Linked DNA regions of Mus musculus: region 1 is linked to region 2. Evidence: chromatin contacts called from public ChIA-PET data. All regions are on one chromosome and are shown on one strand. The core of a region is the stretch at or near the end of the contact, and the rest is flanking DNA. Distances in the headings are between cores, read along the strand shown.

What was found. ChIA-PET counts read pairs in DNA pulled down with a chosen protein or histone mark.
Region 1: a contact with region 2 is called in an RNA polymerase II ChIA-PET map of memory CD8 T cells, with 141 read pairs. The contact joins the enhancer-like site here to the promoter of Esd in region 2. A contact is called at or near these places in 1 of 484 Hi-C or Micro-C datasets (embryonic stem cells), 5 of 115 datasets of contacts at active chromatin or transcription factors (the 230-238 cell line, effector CD8 T cells, embryonic stem cells and 2 more) and 2 of 9 other capture datasets (adipose tissue and liver).

The regions. Positions count from the first base shown.
Region 1 is chr14:74,914,183-74,920,991 of GRCm38.p6, reverse strand. The region is part of intron 1 of Lrch1 (leucine-rich repeats and calponin homology (CH) domain containing 1); the gene reads left to right. Among named protein-coding and RNA genes, the nearest start is that of Gm10847, 4.5 kb to the left of the region's middle. Within about 2 kb of position 2,316, at least 56 of the 459 cell types and tissues checked have an H3K27ac peak or open chromatin away from gene starts, as enhancers often do. A contact at or near this core is called in adipose tissue, effector CD8 T cells, liver and 1 more, where this site is marked.
Region 2 is chr14:74,730,775-74,737,427 of GRCm38.p6, reverse strand. It overlaps Esd (esterase D/formylglutathione hydrolase), which reads right to left and starts at 5,131. Exons shown (of 9, transcript NM_016903.5): 1 at 5,040-5,131; 2 at 1,394-1,468. The coding sequence starts at 1,461.

The DNA.
Region 1 (6,809 bases), core at 1,067-3,566, 190 kb before region 2:
TCCCCCTTAGCACTGTACCCGTTCACTTGGTATTGAGGAATAATGATTTTTCCCTTCGAAAATCCTCATTTGGCTGACTTTAGTGGGGTATAGGGTCAGTAGTTCCTTTCCTGTGGCTTATGGCTGCAGATCTGCTGATGTGAATGATAAAGCGATAACACCATATTCCTATCCACTCATTTCCGGTTTCTTTCCCGAGTTCCTTTGTTGCCACTTTGCTCACACATTTTAGATTTTTGTCTTCCCACACTCTTGTGAGAGGCTGCCAACCTGTGTCCCCACCCAGGTGCAACGCAGATGTCCACGTCGTTGTCTGCTGAAAGGATCCTGTTTCAGAAATGAGTGTTGCGTTCTTCATTGGGAAGTTTGCAGAGTCAAAGCTGACGGAAGCCCAGGGTCAGAATCTCAGCTCCATGGGGTGAGCTTGGTAGAATTTCAGAGTTCCCTGGGAGGACTTGGCACCCGCCCTTGGGAATGACAGGAGTAGAACCTGTCTCATAGAGATGTGGACGTCTGTATCACATGAGTCGTAGGGCACTTGGCATGAATGCCACTTTGGGTTCCAGCTCATGGCCCTTTGTGGCTATTCTTCCTCTCCCAGACTCACTCCTGTTGCTTCCAGGTTGGGGAGAAAAAGTTGTGTTCAACTCATTTTTATTACTGAGCAACCCCCCCTCACCCCCACCCCCCTCCAATAAGCTTTGTAATACTATTTTCAGTGGACGAGTTCTTAAAACTAATTCTGTCACTTGCCTCGTCTGCGTTGTGGGGGCCAGGTAGGCAGTGAAGCTTGTGTTGCTGATGTTGTGAAGATGTGGGCTCTTTCCCATGGTGATGAAGAGCTGCCTAGCTCTTGTCTGAGTGTGACGGTCCCTCTAAGTCTCTTTGTGCCTTATGTGTAGGGGTGTGAGTGTGCACACACGTGCATGTGTTAGTGCATGTTCTTACAGGCAGATGTGTATAGGTGCCAGAGGTCAGCACTGGATATCTCTTGTCACTCACTGTCTGCCTTGATTTTTGAGGCAGGGTCTCTCACTGGTCCTGGAGCATACTGTACAGGCTAGATTAGCTAGCCCCTCCCCTCCTGCTGGGATTACAAATGCTATGCAAAGCATTTTAATTGCATGATCTGGGGGTTGAACTCCGGGTTTGTGTTTGTAAGGTGCGCTGTTTATTGGAGCTGTCTCAACTTCCCTTGATCTTTCTAAATGTTTCTTAATGAACTTTGGTTTCTTAAGGTTTTGCCCATTTGTAATTGTATAGACTTAATTCTTCTTTATTGCTTGTTTTGGGGGTAAGGGAGTGTGAGACAGGTTTCTCTATGTATGTAGCTCTGGATGCCCTGGAACTCACTACACAGACCAAGCTGCCCATGAACTTGTGGTAGTTTCTTCTGTTTCTACTTCCTTGGGTTGGGGTTACAGATGCGAGCCACCACATCAAGTTGACCCTTAGCTTTCACATGCCAGACTAGTCAAAATCCACAAGGACTGATGAACACTGTTTTATAAAATGCTGCTTGTGAAAAAAACAAACAAACAAAAAAAGGACCTTCTGGAGCTGGACCGTGTGCACAGCATGGATGGCATCTGTGCTGTGGTTGGGAAGGATCACGGCAGTGCAGTTTGGTGTGTTTGCTATAGAAGTTCCTCTCTCAGAGTGCTCCCGTGGGAACCGAGCAAGCAGAGAGCTGGGCATTTTCACGTGTTTCACTACTGAAAAGTAAAGAGGGGAACTCCTAGTGACATGGAGACATAATTCCAGGCGGATTTCTGAGTTCGAGGTCAACCTGGTCTACAGAGTGAGTTCCAGGACAGCCAGGGCTATACAGAAACCCTGTCTTGAAAAACCAAAACAAACAAACAAACAAACAAACCAACGAGACGTAATTCCTTAAGGGAAGCACAGCTTCTCAGATGGTTGGGAACTTTTTCAGCTTAGCACAGGGGCAGGCATCTGTGTGTCACCACTCGGGTGCTTAGAGTTTCTGTGACCTGTCTTAGAACGCTTGGAACCTACCTGTGAGGAGAGGAGCAGCTGACACTCATGCTGCTGTCACACGTGAAGATGCCATGGGTCTTTCCATGGCTGGGACAGAAATGAGCATGACGCAAAATCCTGGCCTTGAATATGCCTCACCTACTGGTGTGTTGTTAATCTGAGTCATTGCTACTTTGGGCTGCAGCTCTATCTCCCGTTCACTTTTAATCATTTTTTTGGTCCTGTCCCTATAGATGTCTGCTTTTAGACCCACCCTGCTGTGTAAAGTCCCAGCTCTAAGCCTTGTGGGCCAGTGTTGTGTGGGAGGATACTGGGGCAGGGGTGGGGGGTGGAGAGGAATCAGCACTTCAGAATTTACTTTCACTTTTTATCTTGAGTTCTACTGCCTTAAAAGCCTCACATTTTTTCTTCATGGGCTTTGGATGTGGACAAGGGATCTATTTCTAGTCAGTCTATTTCTAATGCTATCATAGATGATATTACATAAATGTAGGTAGAAAGAGAGTGAGGAGGAAAGGATAGCAAGCAGAGGACATGTGGCCATTGGCTACAGCCAAGTGACAGTTCTGATGACCACTGTCACCAGGTGGTTTGGGGAGTGCTAGGGTTCTGTGACCTGTCTCAGAACATTTGGAACCTACCTGTGAGGAGTGGAGCAGCCGACCCTCACTCTGCGGTCATGGTCACACGTGAGAATGCCACAGGTCCCCGGAACGTTGTATTTGTTCCTGGGAAAGTGTCACATAACAGGCCATAACTGCCAGTCACTTGTAATTGTCAGCCATTGACATAATTGAATAGCTCATTTAGTGGATCTGTAGAGCTCACTTCTTCATTGAGGACCACGACTGAGCTGTAACTGGCTGTGTTGGGCTTGGGTTGGGGTTCTGGGATGATGGGCTGCATTTTGTTGGCATGGGCAGCTTTTCTGGATCTTTCCAAGCAGAGAAGAATATTAGGCATTTTGGACAGAGATGGCGGTTTCATCCAGGATTTTATGAGAAAGCCTTAGCTTTTGTAGCAAAGTCAGTGATTCCCACCAGGTCTCAGTTTCGTTATGAAAAGGGAACTGGCCATTAAATGGCTACTGCCTCAGACTCAGAGATACTGTGATTTGCTGAAGCTCAAATAGCACCTGACAGATGCGAAGAGGCTCAGTAAGTCTAGGCCTCCTTTTATCTCTCCAAGATTCTTGGTTTGTAATGACCACATTCCAGGGATACTGCTTGTTCAAGGAAATGTCTCCTGTCCCCATTACTCTGATTTCAGAGACTAGAGAGTTGTGGCCCCCAGTGTCACCTCTGTTCCCGACCCTGTGTTTTTTTCTGACCCTGGCCCTGGGGTTTTTCAGAACCCTAGAAAGAGGTGCCAGACCTCTAACTCTTCCTGTGGTCCCAGGCAGGCTGCACTCCAAATACATGCATAACACTGATGCTGATGGAAAGGATGCCAGGTGAACCTTGAGGCTGGAGCTTCGGTGATGATGAGCCAAGGCAGTTTAGACAGCATTTCCGGATGTTTCTGAAAGGTTTGACGTAAGCCACAGGCATTTTTAGAAGTATCAGAGGAGAGGTAATGAAGATGCTAAGGCATACATACATGGTGACTTGCCTGAGCGGATGATGGGTTTAAACTGGCAGATGAATCTCTCAGGACACTCGTGACAAGTATGATTACTTAGGGATTAGAAGGAAAAAAAATATCCAAAGTAGTTTGTTCTCGTGTTATGGTACAGTTTTAGAGATTAAACACCATTTGTTTTCTGGTGAAAAGTTGAAAAATGTGTCTGTCTTATTGTTAAAACGGGGGTGTTATGGACTAGCAATGAGAATCTTAGGATTGTAAATGAGTTCTTTACTCTAGCTAGCTCATGTAAAAGACACAGAGACCTGGTATTTTATTAACAAGCTGTAAGCCTAGATTGGGAAGGCTCTGAGCTATTTTAACTTACATCTCAACCGTATGCCCCTTGCTACTTGTTTGAGTCTCTCCTGGGCTGACTTCTTCATCTTCTCTCTTCTTCTTTCCCTTCCTGGTGTTAAGTCCCTCCCTATTCTCTCTTCTGCCCAGCCATTGGCTAAATTAGAGAATAAATGGGGAGCAATGTTTACACAAACTTGAAACAGGAGATACTTGGAGTAAGCATTACAGTGTGTCCAGATTGCAACTAGATGGGTGGGCGGGCAGAGAAATCAGCGTTTGAATAATACAAGGATAGTCTTTAAACAGTTCACAAAAACATTATGCCCACATAGAACAGGTTCAGGTGAATTTAAGTGAAGATATGACCGCTCTTAGGTATGGTTGAAGAGGTTTATTGTAGATAGAGGGAGAACATAGCCAGGGGCATCTGGAAGAGTGCAGACTGAACATGGCAAACAGAATGGACTGGGCTGTGGGAGTCAGGGAGTGAGGGAGGAAGACAGAGAGCAAGAGAAGAGGAAGATAGGAAGATAAGAAGACAGGAAGAGGAGAGGAAGACAGAGAGGAAGAGAAGAGAAAGACAGAGGAGAAGAGATGGAGAGAGCACATGGAAACCAAGCAAACCAAGAGAGTGCAGCCAAAATGGTTGGGGCAGTCAAGCTGGGGGGTAGTGGGAGGGGTGAGGAGAGCTGGTCAGGGGGTGGGGTGAGGTTGGGGGTGTGGTTGTGGGGAGGGCACAGGTACTGAGTGAGACTGACCCAGGGACCTGACTTCAGGGAGCCATAGCCTACTGGCCCTTGTACACGGCGTGTGAGCCCCATCTCTTTGTTCTCTCCTCCCGGCTGCTCACATTAATTACTCTTAGGGTTTCCATTTCATTTTGCTATGCCAGGGTCATTACGGGATGGCGGGACTGTGGCCACTAGCATTATGGCGACCTTTAAATAGGATTTAATGTGAGAAAATCGGAGGAATGTGCAGATCCGAGGCCCCATTTCTCCCCATGAGCCTGATAGTTGTAAATGCAGTTATTTGATCTCTTCTGAGTGACTTATTTTGTAGTCATTTGTATTTACAGCACGCTGCTTGCCCAAGTGTGAAAACCAGAGCCATAGAGTTTCGGTATTATCTGAAGTCATAAAATACCTTTTATGTACACAGTAAATCTGGGAGAGATTATAGTAGAAAACCCCTACAGACCAAGCACACTGAAAGTGGTGGCAATTTTCAGAGATAAATAAGTTACTTATAATTCTGATTAAAGTCTCTGCCAGTTACATGTTAAGTAACCCTCAACTCTGCTCTTTTCCTTGTTTCTTTTCCTGGTAGATGTGCCTGCTCTAGGATGGTTAGAGCCTTAGCCAGTTTCCTCTACCCTGGCTCTTGACCCATAAACCCCACCAGTTAGATTCACAATTACTATTGTCCTATGTGTGCTGTGTCTGCGTGTTTGGTATATTTGGTTGTGGATATGTACATACATAGATGCATGCATACAAATGCATGTATGCGTCTATATGTGTGTATATATGTCTATGTGTATTATATATATGCATGCATGTATATGCTTGTATGCATATATGCATACACACACACACACACACACACACAATTTGAGGTAACTGGGGTGATCAGATTCCTTCCCCTTGCTATTCTGTGTTTTTCCTTCCTGCAGGTTGTAGCAAGACTAGACTCAGTAAACAGAGGCATTCTCTTACAGAAAAAGCAGTGACATTTCAAAACACAAACACTGGCAGCGGCTTCCCCGGCTTCCTCGTGTGAGCCACACTCAGCCCACACTCCCACCCCGCAGTTGTCTCCAAGATGTCGCTGGCAGATGCTTGTGTTTTCCTTGAGCTACAGTCCATTCATGCTCAGTGCTGTGATGTGCGTGCTGACTCTGGGATCTCTCTGGCTTCATTCTGGAGACGAGAACGGTTTTCATGTTCCCACCAGGCTGACATTTTTAAGAGCTCAGCCAATTCGAGATGTTGGATTTTACTTTTTCTTGTCTCTCTACTCTGGATGGAATGGAAGTCAGGCAGGCCAGAAGGCTGGATGGCATTGTTCCGCCAGTCTCCCAGACAGGTGAGGCAGAGGGATTAAGGAGTAATTGGTGCTCTCTTTGCAGAATGATTTTTGTTCAAACCTGAGCTTCCTCTGAGGACTGGGAAAAGTGAACTGAACTGGTGGTATTCAGTTTATTGAGCAGTGGTTCTGTACACATCTGTTTGGTCTCTCCTGATTTTAAAAGACTAGCTGTTGACCTGGCTGGGCCTGTCCCTAAATCGTTGTCTGTTTCTCCTTTGGCTGTCCTGACCATGAGTATATGTCACTAAGAGTGTTTCCCATAATGGGGCAACCCTTCCCAGGTCTCTTGTCTTACCCAGCAGCCTTGGAGTTGTTGACAGCAAGAATAGTCTTATTTCATTTTAAGAAATCTTTAAAATGGTCCTTATTGTTATTGTGTATGTATACTTGCTTGTGTGCACAGGTGCTCTCATGTGTGTGATCATGTGTGTGTACACATGCTTAGGAGTGTGGGAGGTCAGCCCTGGATATTGTTTATCAGTCTCTGTCTGTGTTTTCTTTTTTTGAGACAGGGTCTCTCACTGGTTGGAAAGAACTGTTTAGGCAAGGTTGGCCAGTTAGGACTCAGAGATCTGCATCTCTGTGTGCTCCCCCCTCCCCTACCCAGAGTGCTGTGATTACAAATTCATGTATCGGGGATTGAACTCGGGCCCTAATGCTTGTGTGGCAAGCCCTTGAGCCTCTGAGCTCTCACCCTACTTCAAGTCTATTATTTTTCCCATAACTTCTTGAAGCCCAAGGCAACTCCACGCCACTGCAAGTAAGTTAATTTATTCCCATTTAGCACTTTCTTC
Region 2 (6,653 bases), core at 3,882-6,381:
GCCCTGGCTGTCCAGGAACTCACTCTATAGACCAGGCTGGCCTCGAACTTAGAAATCTGCCTGCCTCTGCCTCCCGAGTGCTGGGATTAAAGGCATGTGCCATCACACCTGGCTAGTGCTTCTACAAGGGTGCTTAATAATCTTTCTAATCTGACCACATTTAAGAGTTCTAGAATTACCCCCTCATCCATTTATTTATTGATCCATTGTGTTAGTGTGCACTGTGTACACACCACACCATAGTATATGTGTAGGATTCAGGTAGCTTGTGGGAGTCACTTTCTTCCCTTCTACCACATGGCCCTGGGGTGTGGTCCCCACTGACTCACAGATTTGGAATCTTAGTCACAAGGGGGTGGCACTATTTGCAAGGATTAAAAGGCGTGGTGTCTAGTGTGGTCTGGTCAAGAAAATGTTTCGCAAGGGGGTTGAGCTTTGGGGTTTCAAAAGCCCGTGTCTACGCATCAGGATATAGCTCTCAGCTACTCCTCCAGCACCATGGCTGCCACCGCCGTGCTCCCCACCATGATGATAATGAACTGAACTTCCCAAAGTCTAAGCAAGCTCCCAATTAAATGCTTTCTCATCTAAGAGTTGCCTTGGTCTTGGTGTCTCTTCACAGCAACACAACAGACATGGAGAAAGCAGCAATCTGACCATCCAGAATGTTGAGACAATCTGATTTTTCAAAATAAACTTTTAACTACTCATCTTGCTCCTCGGCTCCATGTTTGTCTTTCCAGTGTTGTCAGTGTATCTTAGGAATTTATATAAATATGTCGCTTTTCGGTTTAGAATTTAGTTTTCTAGGCTTTGCTAATAAGTTAGATATCTAAATCTGTGGTTAGATATCTGTATCTAAAATATTGTCCTCAGCTCCTGTCCTCTGCTACTGTATCTCCTCTTGGTTCATATGCACATGATGAGGGGTGTGTGTGTATATGTGTGTGTGTGTTTTGAATGCATTTGTTTGTGTGTGTATATTCAATGCATTTGTGTATGTATATGTATTTAATGCATTTACCTAAGGACGTAAGATCAGATTTCAGGAGCTGGTGGAGGCAAATATGTCTGTGTATGCTGCCAATTTAATTTAAGTCTAGGCTTCTTTACTATATTAGAAGATTCACAGGAAGCTGTTGTCTGAATTTTCAATAACAACACAGATGGTTTTCCAGAAACTTTTAGAAGACTATCAAACCAAAACCAAGACATTCTCTGGGCTCTCCTTCTCCTATCTCACAGCGCCCAATCCAGAAACAGGTAAGTTTGGTGGCGCTGTCAGATAGACAGTGCGCTTCGGGGAGAGAAAGCAGGTTCATAAGTGAAGGTTTTATATAAAACTACAACAAAGCAGATGATAAAAGCTGAATGATAGGTATCTTATGCTTACCTGCTATGTTCGAAAACTTTCTGGAGCCCGCCAAAGCACCTGTTGCTGGAAATCTGTTTGAGCGCCATTCTCCTCCTGGGACGAAGAGGAATCCCATTAATTTAAAGCTCCCCCACATCAGGATAGGGTTTCTCTGCGTAGCCCTAGATGTTCTCTTACTCACTTTATAGACTAGGCTGCCTTGAAACTGGGATTAAAGTGCTGAGATTAAAGGCACATGCCAACACATGCCCGACCTATTAAAGGCCTCTGAAACACTTGAAACAGAACTGTTCTCAGATCAGTTATCTAAACACGACAGTTTTCACACTCGCACACACAGCACAGGCACTTGCCTGATTCTGGAAAAGGTCGGTACCGTGAGGTTTGCTGCTGTTACTGTTGTGGACTGCCTCACGACCTTCAAAACAGATCCTAGTCTACTGATTAACAGATCCTAGTCTACTGATTAATTTAGAAAATTACAGAACACTTACAGCACCAGAGGCATTTTTCTATGCACATTTATGAGTTTTTGCAAGAAAGTGACAAGAGATTTTTGTTTGACCAACATTTCTCCTTTCAAACAAATCAACAAGCAAACATGAGCCTGTTAGCTGTGAACTAAGGAATAGCTTGTCGTCAGAAACTTTTGAAGCCTGGTAGTTAATTCCTTTTCTCTGAAGTCACTCTGTTGATTCTCTATGAAGATAAATTTGAACACATATAAATATATTATCTTGCAATAGAAATAATATATGGAAAAAGCTGGAAATTCATTTTTTATCATAAATACCTATTATGTAATAAAGAAAAATTGAACTGATTCTGATGTAAACCTGGCATGGAAAGATTTCCTTCCCACTCCTTGAAGCACTTTCTATATAATACAAAATATAAACTAAAGTAACAGACACCAGGAAGACGCCTTACCACGTTGGTGGTCTTATCAGTGATGTCACTCACTGGGTGCTGGCTGGATTCTATTGTAGGCTACTCTTAGAAGTGTAACGCTAGTTTGAAAAGTGAATTTTGGAAAATGTTTTTGCACAATTAAGAGTAATCTCAGTCCTGTCTCTTAATCTGGATACTTAGTTGTACAGTGGAGAATTGTGATTTGAGCTTTGGTAGGGCTACCATCAGAGATCTTAGCTGCTTTGTGGTCTGGCCGCCTAGAGGATCATGGAACTTTCTGTTTCCTTTTCTCTTTCGAAAAAAAAAAAAAAAAATAAGCCAGATGAGCCAATTCCATAGGATTAGGGTAGTTACACATTGATAAAGTACCCTCCGTTCATAGATAGCTTGATTTGTAACACACAAAATATTAACTTTTAATGTTTCATATGTTATTGCAAATACTGCTTCTCTGTCACATGGATAATTGTCATATGAATATGACAAGTCTGGTCTATGTTAATACAGACAGTCAGCACAGGGAGGGTTTAGTCAAGGACATCCTACATCTATGACAGTGATCCTGTAAGAGTATAGTAGAGCTAAAAGTTCCTGTCAGCCAGGACACACGTAGCTGCAGAGGGAAGACAACACCAAGTGACAGACTTCACAGAGCCATTTGCAAAGCTCAACGAGCTCCTTAAATACTTTAAAAACTTGAGACCAAATATCACATGGATTTTTTATCAATGGAAAGGAATGCTCATGTGCACCAGTCACTTATAAATCAAACTCAAGATGACAGAAATAAGTAAGCTACTGTCTGCGGGTGTGTGTGTGTGTGTGTGTGTGTGTGTGTGTGTGTGTGGAGCCTCCTGCAGGTGCTCACTACAGAAGGCGTTATGGAGAAGGAACTGCGTCTGCCGGGGAGGATAGCTCCATATATGTACCCTAAAGCACTTCCATGGGATGAAATGTGGATGCAGAAGACAGTCATGGGATGTGGTCCTGTGAATCAACCCTGAAGATTGTGGGATTGTGTCTTCGTTTCTATAGAAAGTTTGTGAAAACTAAAACCAGAAAAAAGCTGATAAAATTTAAAAAAAAGTTTGCATCACTGTAATAATAAATGTTAAATGGCTCTAAAAACTACAGTTTATAAAATAAAAAAAAAGTTAAAGTATGAATAAGATATTTTAAAATAGGTTTAGTGTAGCTTCGTCCAGGTCACTTACATTCCCTAACTCATAGCAAAATTGACTTACTGACTTGCTTTGGACCTGTAAGCTCTAGTTACAAAAAGCATTCTTTTACTGGCATTCTATTTGTTGAAAATCTTTTATGCCATAATTTACTCTGTCTCCTTTGTGTGTAGACACACCAGTAGTTGCCATCGTGTTAAAACTGCCTACCATATTCTATACCTTGTACATGTTCACACTCCAAAGTACCATCTAGGTTGCATAAGCTGATTCTGGTATGCTCACCCAAGAATGAACTTTCTTAAGTTTCTCAGGACCTATGTTGTTTGTTAAGATACAGTTGCCTCCAGACTTAGTCAGGGCTTAGTCACAGACCTTTGACAATGGCAACACACTTTTGCTGCTTCACAATGAATAAGCATATTCTGCTGCTTTGGGGAAGGCATAAATTCACAGTCCTGACCACCATTTCTTTACTCAAAGCCTGTCCTGCCTCCCCCCCCCTCTATTTCATTCTTAGTTCCCAACTCCCCCACCCCACGCCCCTTTCCCAGTTCTTGTCACATATTTTCCCCCTAACTCATAGTCCCTAAATTTCAAACACATCTTCTGGGCTGAAAAATCTAAATCTGTCTTTTCATATTCAAATTTTAAGCATTAGTGCCAAACTGCTATGCATTTATTTCGCATCGCTATAGCAAAACCCAACACATTTAAAATTAAACTTAGATCCTTGCCTGTACAGCCTATCTTATATCTGAAATGTCTCAAAAGTTGAACTTTAAAAGTTTCGTTGCACGCGCCCTAAATCCCTGGAGAACCAGGCGTTCGAGAACAGCCTGGTATACAAAGTGAGTTCCAGGACAGTCAGAACTACAATGTCTCAAAAACAAAATAAAACAAAATCTCAGTATCATCATAGCAATTATATATAGCTAAGAGCTAATTAAAACCTTAGTCTACTTTCTTACTAGTATGTCCCACTACAAACAATACTGTTATAGAAGCCTGGGGTTTCATTCCTTTAACTTTTCAAAGAATGCCTATAGATTGCTGACCATTAGGCCTAATATGGCCTACATAAAAAATGGTGAATTTTATTAATTTTAAATAACATAAGTGCCATCTTTCTGACGACTCAACCACAAATCACCTATGGACGGCCGCCTACACCTGAATTTTTACCACTGGGCACGGCCTCGAGCGCGCTGCCCAAGACACCTCAGGGCCCTAGTGGCGTCGCCTGCAGCCCAGGCTGGGATCCCGGAGGGAAAGCGTTCCCCGGGCTCCGCGCGGGAATGCTCGGCGAAATGCCGTCCCGGCGGGCACTCCACCAACCCGAGCATCCCAGCGAGCCTGGCGCCCCAGGTCACACATTGTTTCCAGCTCCCCGAAGTTAAAGCGATTAGCAGGCCCTGCGGGACGAGGCCTGCCTTACCGCGGCGGGAAGGGTGCAGAGATCGTCACCATTCCCCGCTGCTATCACCACCGCAGGTCTAGGCGTCCGCGCACAGCCGCCCGAAAACCAGGTAGTAGAGAATGCTTGGGACTCACGACCCATTCCATCTTACCTCGGTGAGGGGCAGCTTCTAACTCGCCAGGGAAGAAGGTTGGGGCTTCCGCCCCGAGCACTGCCTCTGGCTCCGCCCACACCATATGTCCCGCCCCGGCCTCCGGGGCGGGTCCCACGTAGAGGCTCCTCCCTTTGGGCCCGTCCCCTCCTTTGGCCGCTTACTCTGGTCCCCTCTCACGGCCCCGCCCTCAAGTCCCTCCCTTTCTCTGCCCCTCTCCTCCCCAGCCCTCCCTCCTGAGCTGCTCCCATTCTGAGACACCGCCCCCAGGGCGCGCACTCTCCTAGCAGACCTGCCCTATGGATACACCCCAAGGGAGACTAGGAGTTCCCGGACCCCGACCCTCCCCTACAAGGCCATTCCCAAGAGACTTTTCGCCGGGTTCCTGTTTCCGCGGTGTGTCAGGATGAGCCAAAAGTGTGTCTGTCATGACACTGGACCTCTAGACCTCTGTAACTTGCTTCAGATGCTCCCAGAAGGCAACAAGAGAATGAGGCTCTAGTACACCAGCTGGCCTCTCCCAGTTAACTTGTGGAAAGGGCTTGTGTGGAACTCTGCAGTTGTTTGGAAACCTGAGCAGAAATTTCACATTTCCACCCTCATTCCACATCTACTCTGCACCTGCTTGATTTGGAGCTTCTAGGAGGAGGACACATTCATTAACTCTTTTCAATGTCCATTTTTTTCTCCCCTCTTCCCTCAATAAAAGTTGAACTGTGTCAGGGTTTCTGGTTAATCATTTACAGCAGTTCTCAACTTCATCCAATTTAACCAGCAAGTGTACTTTGTTCAGAAAATTAAATATTACAAGCAGTTTTTAAAACCAGTATTTAGGCTGCTAGGTTGTGGATACTATGTATAACCTGTAAGATTGTCTGGTTTAATAATCACGCAGCCTGTGCATTTGCAACAAACTGTCAGAAGGACCCAGTGCCTGCTCTGTGTGTATAGGCTCTCCATCTTAGTTTTGCTGGGGGACTTGCAAGTTATGTGGCTAGTCAGGCTAAAAAACAAGTAGGTGAGCTGAGCTCAGTGGAATATAACCTGTGTGGATGAGCTGCCACGCAGAACGTTGCTTTTCTGTGTCATGTGGCAGGCATTTGTGTACCTGTTTAATGGTTAACCAAAGAATGTTATTTTGAGAAAGCATTAAGGTAAATTCTTAAAATTATTATTATTAACAGAGTCTTAAATGTAATTCTGGCTAGCCTGGAACTTACTACGTAGACCGGCTGGTCTTGAACTCAGAAATCCCCCTACCTTTGTCTCCCGAATGCTGGGATTAAAGGTATACTCTATCACTCCCAAGCTAACTACTTTTAAATGTAATTTATTGGAAAGGTAATTTTTTTTCAAACTGAGTTTCACAACTGAAGTTATGAAAGATTACCCAAGTCTGCAAATTCTTTCTAATTGTTAAATGCTTGAACAAAGTTTAAAGGGTGTTCAATTAGTATCTTGATCTCTTTAAGGTACAAACTAACTCCAAAGAGTTCTTGTATCCATATTAGTGGTAATAATCATAATGACAGTTTCTCTCAGTCAGCATGAAATTATACTAGATCAAAACTTCTATTTTCAAGAACATTAATACTATATATTGTTATTTGGGTG